Regions from separate parts of the Danio rerio genome. Here region 1 is linked to region 2. Evidence: chromatin contacts called from public Hi-C data. All regions are on one chromosome and are shown on one strand. The core of a region is the stretch at or near the end of the contact, and the rest is flanking DNA. Distances in the headings are between cores, read along the strand shown.

Region 1 (4,026 bases), core at 571-3,070, 280 kb before region 2:
AGTTTGAAATGCAAATAGGATTATAAAGTACAGTAGTTAACACTTTACGGTAAGCTCTTGTAAGTAAATAATGTCATCATTTTGGTTAGGGTTTTCATTTATGTGAAATCAATTTAATCTTTGATTTTGTTTTGTACTCATCTCTCTTATTTTGTCTGGTTTGTAGTTCTACTCATGAGAAAAAGAGCAGAACCAACATGATTGTGAAACAGGGCCGCTTTTACCTGAAGCACAACACTCTCTCTGAAGACGCACCCATCGCTATCATCTTTAAGGTGGGCATTTGTCTGAAGATGTTGGTTTAAAGCAGGATTGTTTTGTGTCTTTGTCGGCTAAATTGAATTAGCAAGATATAATATGCATTTGTCTTTATACAGTCCAGTATTTAGCTCTCAGGAGACATGCTGCTAACAACCAATAGATGGCGCTGTTTGACAAAAAACGGTTCTGAACACCAAGTACAGCAATTTAAATGTATTTTTAGGAGGTTATAATAATACAAAGTATATCTGTTGTAAGTAAAATCAGATTTTTAAACCGTACATATGTACGTATGTAATGTACGTATGTTACAGTAGCAAAGAACAATGAAAAACAGTATCACAGTTTCCACAAAAATATTGTGTTTTTGTTTCTAGCCTTGATAACATGTTTACATGAAGCAGTAATTTAAAATATTAGAATGATTTTCAGCTTTGCAGTCACATGAATACATTTATTATTTATAATACATTTACATATTTAATTCATAATTAATTGTTACTGTGTTTACTGAATTTTTATTGAATTTAGTCTTTGAAAGCATTAAAAACCTTTTAAAAACATCATACTCACCCTATTTTATTCACTCAAAAATTTTAATTTGCTCATCTTTTACTTGCCATCAAGAGTTTTCAAACCTTTGAGTTTTTTTTCTGTTTTTTGAAACTGAGTGTTATTGAAATACATAGTAGATAATAAAATAAAAACATAGAGATCAATGGCTGCAGGTTTTCAACATTCTTCAAAATATCAGTTTTTGTGTTTAACAAAAGAAAATCAAATGAAATGCTAAATGATTTTTTGGGGAACCCTTCTTTTTAATGTTACTATAACTTTCTATTATGATATTGTGCTATATGCACAAAGACTTTTAATTTTTGGCCATGCAGCCCAAGGGCTTCCCATGAGCTGTCTTTTTATTACAAAATTGTCACGTTTAAGATCTGATTTCTTTAATTATCAGCGATCTTCACTGCCTGTTAGATATACTGTACAATATAAAGTGGGTCTCAGATTGGACAAGAAGCACTGCATTAAATTCCATTTCCTCCCGCCATGTCTTTAAGATATGACAGTTTATTTTAACTTGAATTACATAACAACATCAGTGCTGTAATAACAACCTTGTGAAATTGAAGTCACATTAAGATTTCACCTGAAGTTTATCGTTAGCTTTAAAGCTCTAGCTGTGCATAAAGCCCATTAATCATTTCTCATGCATTCATTACATACATTTGCCATCCAAAAAAAAAATCTTTCCTCAAATATTATGTAGTATTTATATTGTTTGCATCCTTTCAGTGCATTTTAGCTGGCAGTTCTCCATCTTAAATGTCATGTGTCAGTTGAAACGGATATATAATTAGAGCTCAGATCAGTGGACTGGTGATGGATGTTAGTCGTAATTCCCTTAGCCCAGACTCTCTAAACATATGGGTCTGGTCGGTTGGGGATGGGGTGTGGAGTAAATCGGCAGTCAAGCTTGTTTGCTTTGCACTTGTCTGTCCACAGCACATTCCAGCAGGATTTCCTTGCAACACAGCAGCCGAGCCAAACGGTGGAGACCTTTAAGCACTCTGATCCACCCAGTCCTGTTCCCACAGTCCCACATTAGCATAAATAAATGTCATCGAGACCTGTGCCATCACATTCACCTTTGCCTTAAAGCAGAGTCCTACACTTGTTTATTTATGTTAGTGTGTGTCTGTATAGATTATGAAGCTTGGGATCTTTGACATGCATGTGTTTTTTATGGTTACATTTGTTTGCTGTGTCTGTGTTACCGTGTAATTATACATTAAGTACTGAATGATGTTGCTATGTGGTTAGATGGGTAGTTCACACAGAAATGAAAACTGTCATTATTTACCCACTTGTCACTTGTTACAAACCTGTGCGAGTTGAATATAAAAGAAGATAATTCGATGAAAGCTGTAAACCTGTAACCATTGGCATCAAAGTATGTTATTGACATCTAAATGGTTACTTGTCTATCTATTTCTATATCTTATAAAAAGGAAAAAAACGTCAACAAGTGGATATTTAAAAAAATTATTATGGTTTCATATTGATTGCTTTTTAATAGGCTTCTTCACACAGTGAATGTTTTCGGACTCTAAAGACACTTTTTTGACAGGTTTGGGACATGTTTGGTTAAAAGAATAGTTATTATATCATTGTAAAGAATAAATGTTGCACAACCCTTCTGGCTGCTACACTTAACACAGCCCAAACTCTCACTATTGGTCAGAGAGGAATGTGATTGATGGATTTGGGCCGGTAAAGGTTTCTGGCGGTATGATAACCCTTGATAAAAAAAATATCACGGTATTGTGATTACTACTATAAAATAATTTAAAAAAAAAATCTTTGTATAGCAACAACTTTTTCCCCAATTGAACACAATATATTTTATTTTAGGAAACATTTATAATGTTTTGGAACAGTAAACATGTCAAGCTACTTGATTAAAATAAATAAATAACATCTGCTATGTTTATTAGTTTCAAAAACACAGATTTCTTTCCAAGACATAAAAAACACTGAAAAAAAAACCCTTACATATACCATAGGAATTCTATGACAAACCTTTTCCAAATCACAGTAAACCTTGAAACTGGTTATCGTCCCATGCCTAATCTGGTTTGATCACTTTCAGTTTTAGTGATTGGGTCTGTTTAGGCATTAAAAATATTGAATAATTGAGCTTTAAGTACCATCTCTACTCATTTCTTTGTCTTTCGTCAGGCTATGGGAGTGGAGAGTGATCAGGAGATCGTTCAAATGATTGGCACAGAAGAACATGTAATGGCTGCTTTTGCTCCCAGTTTGGAGGAGTGTCAGAAGGCTCAAATATTCACCCAAACTCAGGTACCCCAGACAGAAACTGCTTTGCATTGCTTGTAAATGCATAATACATAAAACAATTGTTCCAGCTTGAATGACACTAGAAGTATTTTCAAAGTCATTTGCCTAGATCATCACCATATAGCAGAAATAATCTGGTTGTCCAACTTTTTAGGTTTTTTTCCCCATTTTTGAGGTGTATTATCAAATGCTGGATCTGAGATTTATTATTCATCACAAAGACACATCAATGGGTCAGCAAGGACCACATCTGCATCCTAGCAACCAGTGTCTGAGCGGATGTGAATGCCTGTGTGCGTGGATGTGACATTGTGCGGGCCTCATCAAAGGTCCACTAATGAGCCCACACGTGTGCACCAATTGACCAGAGCAGCCCTCAATTAGATAAGATGTGTTATTAGCACTGAGAATCGGTCAAGGGTTTTCAGCTAGATTGAACATCAAGGGATTACAGACACGAGGAAGAGCTTCGTATATTAGTATAAATTGGGTTATTTATTTATATATATATATATATATATATATATATATATATATATATATATATATATATATAGGCCATATATAATATTCCAGGAGGAATGTTACAGTGATCAGAAGTGATATTGAACACATTTAAAATATTGTATTCATTTTAAAAGTAGCAAAAATCTGCCTAGGGGAAAATAAGCAGAATCCTGACAAAAATGTATTTTTTGTTTTTAGCATTACTACTAATAAAAGTAGCATCAAATTTGCATGTTAGAGTGTTTTTTTTAAATAGATCTTAGGACATTTTACAATTATGACAAAAGTACAATTTATTGGATTTTAAACCATTGCGTTCTAATCCTTCATATCGAAAACTCTTTTAAAAACAAATGTTTAACAATATTTATTCATTTGTGAATTAGTTTT
Region 2 (4,083 bases), core at 481-2,980:
ACTCACTGAATACAAGTACCAATGTCTTTTCAAACAAACAAACAAATAAATAAATGAATGAATGGATGCTTACATCATTTTTCTGCTCAATACCAAATTTATGCAATTTGCCAAAGGAAAAACCGTCTCAGGACAGGAGAACCAGCAGATTCGGCCCCAGACAATCAGATTCTTCTTCCCTGATGTGCACCGGAAAAAAACCCTCAATTATTTTATTACTAAAATTAAATATTAAGATATGCTCTTTAATATACATCAAAACAAATTTAAAACCACTTACCGGGTGCCGACACGGCTGTTATTGTATCCAGTAAGAACTGAAATTCTTTTCTGCATTTAAACACATTAGACACAGATTGTGTAGTTTATGTATTTAGCACCGTACAACTTTAATAACTGCATAGTGTGCAAAATGCAATTTGAGCTGCATGACAAAAATCTTTGATGTGTTAATGGCGTGCCTAAATCAGCTTAATGTATTGATCCTATTTTTAATTTGTATGGATGAGCAGCTTTATGACAACATCATATTCTCTTCCAGAAAGATAAAGCAAATTCCTGTTGCCTATAACCCATATGCTATCGGACTGCACGTGCTGTTATCTCTTATCTCAATGGGCTGGCAGAGGGGGGCTCGACGTTTCCACAATTCACAAACCTGCTGACGCTCAGTTTGAGTTTTAAAGGTCAATGGCACATTCCAGCAATAGGATACAAAACTGGGGCAAAATAAATACTATTAATAAAAATATTAATAACAAATGACAAAAAAAGTACAAAACAGACTCAAAATATGCTATTGTGATCCTATGTGGATAACAAGACTATACAAACTGTTATTTTAAAGTTTGATATAACTTAATATTAGTAAAAACCCTGTTTTGTGTGATTGTGTTTAAGTTTTTTATGCAAATCCTGCCAAACATTGATAATATCCATACATATACACAAATACAAAATACATAATTTAATTTACAGAATTGTACACAATTGTACAACAACTTGTTACTTGGATTTTAAGTCCAAAAGGTCAAGAACTGAAGCAAGTCCTTATGCAAGTTTGCCTTGGTTTTATTGTACTAAACGCTTTGATTGATTATCATTTGTATAACCACAGTTTTACTACAAACTTGATGTTACATATCCATGGTGGACAATGTAGCAAAACTATAAATAATTTGTTATTACCACAAAACATGTTTTTTTTCTATTTTAGGTTTCTTTGAAGTTATTTTCGGAAGAAAGACAGGTAAGGTGATGCTTTTAGTGATTTAATAATCGTAAAACGTGCTGCTTTGCATGCTAGCCTAGCGTCATACTATACTGTATACCTAGCATACCGTAACTAAACCTGAAATTTATTCTATCTAAAAAAAGAAATATAGATGTTCAAGGCCGATTTATTTCGACAAATTGTTTGTCAGACGCTTGTATATGTGTCGAATTAATAAGTCATTGTACCCCCCAACATAATTTTCACCATACATAAGCATTGGCTAATCTGAATGAACACGGTAACTATTTCTTACGGAAGACACCAGGGAATCTGTCCGTCCTTCCCGATGCCCATATCCCTGCAGGCAGCTGCGATGAGCCGGATTGGCTTGCGCATCTCCTCCCCCTCGATGTTCATCATTTAGGTCTTTTCACCAACAGAGCGTTATCTGGTTTATTTAATAAACTACCGTCGTCCTGTAGGATTTGGATAAAGTGTTCGCATCTCTCTCGTCCTCAAACACAGACAGATTATGGAGCTTTTAAAACATCTGCTTGGGTCAACATGTGACATCCAATGGGAGTGGCGGTCTCAAATTAATAATGAACCAGACAAAAAAGAAAACAAACAAAAAGCTAATATGTCAGTTTCACTAGCTTATTTTTTTGCAAATAAAATTAAGTTGTTCACGATTATTTGGTGTCACATGGATTATTAACCATATAAATATGCCATTTTGAAAATGCTTTCAGCCTAATCTATCTATATGGATTTATTAGCCAATAGTCTTTAGTGGTGAGTACAGAGTGATCAAAAAGCAGCAGTATATGCACATGTTCAATGCTATGTAATAGTAATAATAATAATTTATGATATTTAAATGCTAATACAATAAAATTAATGCACTTCTTTTTCACTTTCTGTGCATTATAGAATCTTGAAATGTTAAAATAAGAAATAATGTATACTCAACGGCCACTTTATTAGGTAGACCTGAGCAACTGCTCCCTAACGCAAATTTCTAATCAGCCAACATGGTAGCAACTTAATGCATTTGGGCATTTATACATGGTCATTACGATCTGCTGCAGTTCAAACAGTTACAACCGAGGTATGCAGAAAAGCATCTCTCAATGCACAATACATCGAAACTTGAGGCAGATGGGCTACAGCAGCAAAAGACCACATGGAGTGCCACTCCTGTCAGCTAAGAACAGGAAACTGAGGCTACAATTCATACAGGCTCACCAAAATAGGACAATAGAAGATTGAAAAAAACGTTGCCTGGTCTGATGAGTCTCAATTTCTGCTGCAACATTCGGATGGTAGGAATTTGGCGTCAATAACATGAAAGCATGGTTCTATCCTGCCTTGTATCAACGGTTCAGGCTGGTAGTGGTGGTGTAATGGTGTGAGGGATATTTTCTTGGCACACTTTGGGCCCATTACTACCAATTGAGCATCATATTAATGCCACAGCCAACCTGAGTATTGTTGCTGGCCATGTCTATCCCTTTATGACCACAGTGTGCCCATCTTCTGATGGCTACTTCCAGCAGGATAACGCATCATGTCATAAAGCGCAAATCATCTCAGACTGGTTTCTTGAACATGACAATGAGTTCACTGTACTCAAATGGCCTCCACAGTGACCAGATCTCAATCCAATATGCTATCATGTCAATATGGACCAAAATATTTGAAGAATATTTCCAGTACCTTGTTAAATCTATGCCACGAAGGCAGTTCTGATAGCAAAAGGGGGTCCAACCCGGTACTTATATGGTGTACCTTATAAAGTGGCCGGTGAGTGTATATACAGTAGGTTGTTCTCACAGAATAAACAGTAAAATCAGCATTATTAATGGCATGTTGAATGTATATTATATTATCTAAAATTTATTCCCTTAAAGATGAATTTTCCAGTGCCATCATTCAAGCCTTCAGTGTTTTATTGTCTTTCATAAATCATTTTAGAATTAGCTTAAAATATCTAATGAGTAAGAGAAATGTACATCTCACGTCACAATCATATAACACTGAAGGGCTTTATTCTGTGAAAACAACCGCCAAAATGTACATTATTCCACTTATTACATGGCTACTTGTCACAAAATAAAGGCAGATTTGATTTATCCAGTACTTATATGTGACCTGCATGGAAAACCAGTCATGTGTATACTTTTTATTTATTTTTTTTAATTGAGATTTATACATAATTTAAAAGCTTAATATTTGTTAAGATTATTTAATGTATATTATACATTATTTAACCAATATATAACTATTTAAAGTTCAGTTTCAAGTTCAATTTATAGAGCACATTTAAAAAGACTGACCAAAATGCTCTGACAAAGTAAAATAAAAAGACAGATTATAAAAACATAAATAAGACAAGAGAAACGACTGAAAAAAAAGTATAAAGGACTATTAAAATAATAATAAACAGTCAAGCTAAACTGGTACGTTTTAAAAGTGATTTAAAAATAGATAATGATGGAACCATTTTAATCTCAAGGGGCAAGGTGTTCCATAACCGAGGACTCGCCACAGAGAAAGTTCTGTCCCCTCTACATTTCAATCTGGACTGAGGAATTAGATTTTGATCACTTGATCTAAGAGCTCTCACGGGAGTGTAAAAATGCAACAGCTCTGAGAGATAGGTTTGGGCTAGATTAAGGGATTTATATACCAGTAAAAGTACTTTAAAATCAATTCTGAATTGGACGGACAGCCAATGGAGACCCCCACAAGAGGGGTAATGTGGTCATGTTTTCTGCTATTACACATAAATCTCAACACAGCATTTTGGACCAGCTGAAAGCGAGAAATCTGAGATTTGAAGTGCATTTCAGTAGTCTAACTGT

The links. Hi-C and Micro-C count contacts between places; a contact is called where the count stands out from the background.
Region 1: a Hi-C map of embryo shows a contact between it and region 2, with 2.3 times the contacts expected there. The contact joins the enhancer-like site here to the promoter of zgc:153031 in region 2. A contact is called at or near these places in 1 of 18 Hi-C or Micro-C datasets (embryo) and 1 of 4 datasets of contacts at active chromatin or transcription factors (caudal fin).

The regions. Positions count from the first base shown.
Region 1 is chr18:16,764,200-16,768,225 of GRCz12tu, reverse strand. polr3b (polymerase (RNA) III (DNA directed) polypeptide B) reads left to right here. Exons shown (of 28, transcript XM_021467775.2): 9 at 167-275; 10 at 3,010-3,132. Among named protein-coding and RNA genes, the nearest start is that of polr3b, 8.5 kb to the left of the region's middle. Within about 2 kb of position 1,820, at least 8 of the 62 cell types and tissues checked have an H3K27ac peak or open chromatin away from gene starts, as enhancers often do.
Region 2 is chr18:16,484,421-16,488,503 of GRCz12tu, reverse strand. zgc:153031 reads right to left here and starts at 1,730. Exons shown (of 6, transcript NM_001044830.3): 1 at 1,530-1,730; 2 at 281-330; 3 at 74-179. The coding sequence starts at 1,636.